Linked DNA regions of Zea mays: region 2 is linked to region 1. Evidence: chromatin contacts called from public Hi-C data. All regions are on one chromosome and are shown on one strand. Each heading gives the region's core, a stretch centred on a gene start, on an enhancer-like site or on the middle of the called end of the contact. The rest is flanking DNA. Distances are from core to core; before and after follow the strand shown. Region 1 holds the start of LOC100286319 (blue copper protein). Region 2 holds the start of LOC100272329 (Ubiquitin carboxyl-terminal hydrolase 3).

Region 1 (2,700 bases), core at 47-2,546:
TCGTGCGAGAAGCGCGTATATTTATTCCCCTATTATTGGATAAGGGTTATCTCACTAGAGGCAATGTATTTATCTTGTTGTTTAAATAACCATGAAGGATTGCCTAAGTCCACGTTATTGAGAAAGCCACCAAGGCTTGGCTTTTTTTGAACTCTATTATCTTTTCAAGTAGAGAGAAAGTCTATAACTTGAGAGTTCATACTAGAATATAGGGGTGAGTACAAACATTATAGAGCACACACAAGTTGTTGTATTGCTTCAACGGGCTATGCCTAGCCAGTTAGGAGCTCTTGCTCCAAGAGTAACAATTGCAACATGCTGGCTTAGAACACGAATCTAATGCTTTAGGAGTTGAAGCAAAGTTTGACAAAGCTCTCTTGTGAAGTTTGGAGGGTAGTCTCCGAAAGAATCTTAAGGGATCAAAAGGGAGAGGATGGGAGCCTTCAATTGTTTGGGGGAGAGTTCATATGTTGGTTGAGGAGGAAATGCGTGACATGACAGGTGGAAGGTGGAAGAAGGGACATAAATACTCGGTACTCCTAGCTCCCAAGTCCCAACTAGTCGTTAAGTCACAACACTGTTGTGGAACACATGATAGTATCTTGTTGTGTAGGTCCACGCTGCAATGTCACACAAGCCAACAACAGGAATATGAGTGAACAAGGGCCAACTTGGTTGAGGTATAAGGATTTATGTTCGCTAGCTTAGGGTTGAGAACTTAGTTGCATATTAAAACATGCATTTTGCATCGCCTTTATAGTGCAGTGGTTCCTATATCCGGTTTTAAAATATAAAATAAATTTAAAGTTTTCGTTGAGTCCATCACCAAATGCTTTTGCAACCAGGGCTCCACCAAATCATGTTATATCCTCACTAATTTCTCACATACGTATCAACTCGATACATCTTATTAATTATCATATTATATGGTTGGTATCACCAAAACCCACGTTAGAGCTTGATTACCCTTACAAAACTGAACTGTACCGGATAAATAGACTCAGCGCTATTGGTAAAAGTTGACCTGTGTGTCAGATGGAACCTATAAATAAACAGTAGGCACCGTTCCATCATCTGCATCAGAATTATCTATATAGTCGCTAAAATTTGTTGGTTTTGGTCCGTGCATCACCATAAATTATCCAAGGAATCCCGGGGACGACGCCAGAGCGGCGGAGTGGGTGACAAGCATAACTTAAACCAACTCCACCAAAACTTACCAAATCGCTTTTAGTTAGCACCTGCATGATTCGCTTCGCAGTCCTATATAACCATTGATCGCTCCAAGTCACCGCACTCAGTGGTGCCCACAGCTAAAGCCTTGTGCAAAATTATCATTAAGCTGTCATCAATCATCATGGCTGCCATTACGGCAGGTCTGCTGGTACTCCTCGCTGCTGCCGTCGCCGCTCCGGCGCACGCCACGGACTACACGGTCGGCGACTCGTCCGGGTGGAGCAGCGGCGTGGACTACGCCACCTGGGCGAGCGGCAAGACCTTCGCTGCTGGGGACAACCTAGGTGAGTGAGTACCCCCCACATGTCGGTCACAAGGTCACTGAGGTCTGAGGCTGACAAAGCGCACGCGTGCACGCAGTGTTCCAGTACAGCGCGATGCACACGGTGGTGGAGGTGAGCTCCGCGGACTACGGCGCGTGCTCGGCCAGCAACTCCATCCAGTCCTACAGCGACCAGAACACCAAGATCGCGCTCACAGCGCCCGGCACGCGCTACTTCATCTGCGGCACCCCGGGCCACTGCGGCAACGGCATGAAGCTCGCCGTCACGGTCGCCGCTGGGACCGCCACCACCACCCCGGCGTCATCCCCGCCCGCCGCTGACTCGCCTCCAGAGACAGCCACGCCGTCCGGGTCTACGCCCACGGCAACGACGTCGCCGTCGGCGCCCACGACGAAGCCCACCTCGAGCAGCACTGGCGCTGCCTGCGGTGGGGAGGCCCGGCTCGCTATGGGCGTTTTGGCCTGGGCCGCGGGCCTCGCCGGGCTCGCCCTGATGGGTTAGGCAAGAGGCAGTGCTGTTTCCGTTCCATGCTTTTCCTGTTGCAGGCTTTTGTGGCCCGTTGTGTTTAATCTGAATTCACGTCTATGGTCTATGCTCGATTCTGGCTTGTTCGAGACTCCCGCTGTATACATGTACGGCTATCCTTGAATCCTTCATGCTGGACCTGTCCCAGCGGTCTGCAATATGTCATAGATAACGATATGCTATGGCTATTTAATCGTTCTAGGATGTGTTTAAATGCACTAGAATTAATAGTTAGTTGACTAATTTTTTAATAAAATTAGCTAGCTAATAAATAGCTACCTAACTATTAACTAATTTACCAAAAATATCTAATAGTTAAAATATTAGCTAGAACTATTAACTAATTTACCAAAAATAGCGAATAGTTAAAATATTAGCTAGAGTGTTTGGATGTCTCAACTAATTTTATTCACTAACTATTAGCTTTAGTGCATTCAAACACCTACTTAGCTTATAAGCATCTCCGAAGGACTAAGAAGATAGATCTCAAGCTGTCAAGCACGCTTATATAATCGGGATGTTTGACAAATTTTAGAAGGATACATAAATAGAAAACTGGAAAGGTGTTAAGAACATCTTACGGTATTTATAAGGAACAAAAAACCTCATGTTAATATAAAAAAATTAAAATTGAGTAGCCTTGAGATTATAAGTT
Region 2 (2,700 bases), core at 9-2,508, 240 kb before region 1:
AATGTATATTTATAAGATTTTTATGTAGCAATTCTATAGGTACTGGTACCACAACACAGAAGCAGTCGATGGAGATTTACTTGATCTAAAAATTGTAGGTATTCCTTGAGTAGTTCATTCACTAACAGCATAAAGATCAGTGCTTGAAGGGCTTATTAAGTAATATATCACCTCCACACAGTACTGTACTTGATTCGACCAGTAACAAAACCAGTGTGGATAGAGCTTAGAGTAACAAATAAACACGTGAAAAAAAACATGTACAATTCAATATCTGGTTACCTAGATAACAGCTACCATTACTTTCTTTCCAATACAATTCAATATCTGGTTACCTAGATAACAGCTGCCGTTACTTTCTTTCCAATTTCTGGCATCTATCACATATGAACACAAGTGGAAATGTGTAACCACACGATGATATTGCAGTGAAGAACAAACTAAATCACAAAATCTGTTTCAAGGACTGGAGGGCCAACACTGGTAACATGTACAAATTTCACAAAGATAATCAGCATACAATTCTAACAACACAAATCAACATCTCTCAACTTTGAAAAAGGTACTAACACAATTCAAATTAAACTTTCTCTTTCCTACTCCAGGGCACGGACTTAGACCATAGAGCATCACTAAAGTGGCCAAGGCATTGTGTCAAAAACATTACCATCACGGCACATGAAAAAAACAGAACAGGATGATACAACCACACCTTGCCCGCTGAGGTCGATGTGGCAGCAGAAACACTTGATTCTTCTTTCTCCTCGTCCTGATCAGCGAGAAAGAAAACGAATACATCAATCCCCGCTTTGGCATCACACAACCAAAAGCGAAGCTAAGCACAAAAGTGATCGCACCAACCAATGGGGACATGAAAACCGTTAATTACCAGGGAGGTGAGCGGGTAGAGGAAGAGGACGGCGAGAACGGGCTGGGGCACCATAGCGAGCAGCTCATCGTCAAGGCCGTAGACGTCGCAGAACTGCACATCCTCCTCGTGGACTCCCAGCCCCCATATGAACTGTATATACCCCAACTCCGCGGCAGCAATCAGCGAGAGCGAAACGAAACCCTAGCAAGCGCCAAAGGCGGATGCGGGAGCTGAAGCAGGGGTGCGAGAGATCACCTGGTTCAGGACGTCCGGGTTGGCCTCCAGCGGGATCCACCGCTTCCCCATCTTCTCGGTGCGCGGCGGTGGGAGAGGAGGGCGGAAACCGAGCCTGTCGAGTGTCGACTAGCGCAGGGACAGGCGGCGGGGAGTAGGGTAAAATGCGATCGGGGTGGAAATGGAAAAGGCGCGGACGCAGGTGGCGTACGCTACACGCCCACGAGATTTGCTAATATGCCCACGTCAATAATAGGTCTTGCTAAAATACCTATGGGTCCGCAGTTCAGAGACATTGGTAGACCCACAAGTCGTAGACCATTTTAGCAAGAAGCCATTGCCCGTGTTTGTTTCGGCTTTTTGCAGCTTCTGGCCACCAAAAGTTGCTGCAGACTGCCAAACACTCAGCTTTTCAGTCAACTTCTATAAAATTCGTTAGGGTAATAACCATTCAAAATCAACATAAACATATAATCTGTTGAGTCGTCGCAATAGTAGTAATCCGTCACTTTATAGATCCTGAGCCCCGTGGACAACTTTATCTTCATCCGCACGTAATCCTAATGATACTCAGATTCTCTACACAGCCAGATTCTCCCTACAGCTAGATTATCTAAAAAGCTGATCAGAAAAAAGCTGAACCAAACAGGCCCATTGTTGTCTGCCCACGCCCACGCGGCGCATGGGCTGGAAGCCTACCTGGGCCGTACAACAGCCCGTGGGCTGTTATTCGTTGCTGCGTAGCTTCGTTGACATAGAGATAGAGTTCCAAAAAAACTTGCGTTCGAGCTGGCTCGACTCGGCTCGATTCGACTCGAGTTGACTCGTTATGATAACGAGTGCACTCGTTATGATAATGAACTGGAGAAGCTGCTCGGCTCGGCTCGTTTGGTAACTCGGTCTGACTCGATTAACTCGTAAGACAGCTCGTTATCAAAGTTGCCATAAGCCAACAACCATACATATAATCATATATAATATCATATATAACTATTTAAAAAATAGCAGCCATCTCATTCACTTAAACAAAAAAAATAATTGTACATTGAAATACATGCAACCACCAATTATAGACTTATAGTTCATAATAGTTCCATTTCATTCCATAATCCATAATTCCATACTTTCAGAGTTTCAGTTCTAGAACCAAAATACATGTAGTGATGCAGCCAACAATTATAGATCAGGACTTCAGGTTCAGGAGTTCAGGACAAAGTTGTAGGGAGCCAACAAAATATGCCAGGTTGGCAACAGTTGCAACTTACAAGTTGCAACCAACAATTGCAGACTTACAGTTGCAGCCAACAAAATATAATGACCATGTCCCTCTCCTGTCTCCTCTCTCGGGTCCTAGCTCTCCCTCTCCTCCATCTCCTCCATGTGAGTATGTGACCATGTGCCTCTACAAGTCATCAGAAAATCAGCAACACATAAATCAGGGACAACACCATGTTTTTCTACAAACATGACTACATCTACATGTCATATAATGATATAACTCATAAATGGCAACACATTCATATAAGTACATAACTCATACAATACAAGTCAGCAACACTTACAATTACTTGCCACCACACACTTTGGAAATTCCA

Evidence for each region. A called contact is a pair of places that touch in the nucleus more often than the background predicts.
Region 2: a contact with region 1 is called in a Hi-C map of ear, with 2.1 times the contacts expected there. The contact joins the promoter of LOC100272329 here to the promoter of LOC100286319 in region 1. A contact is called at or near these places in 2 of 25 Hi-C or Micro-C datasets (ear and tassel).

The regions. Positions count from the first base shown.
Region 1 is chr4:156,735,283-156,737,982 of Zm-B73-REFERENCE-NAM-5.0, reverse strand. It overlaps LOC100286319 (blue copper protein), which reads left to right and starts at 1,296. Exons shown (of 2, transcript NM_001159206.2): 1 at 1,296-1,520; 2 at 1,597-2,246. The coding sequence starts at 1,358. The coding sequence ends at 2,021.
Region 2 is chr4:156,977,745-156,980,444 of Zm-B73-REFERENCE-NAM-5.0, reverse strand. It overlaps LOC100272329 (Ubiquitin carboxyl-terminal hydrolase 3), which reads right to left and starts at 1,258. Exons shown (of 9, transcript NM_001359598.1): 1 at 1,127-1,258; 2 at 890-1,021; 3 at 713-769. The coding sequence starts at 1,177.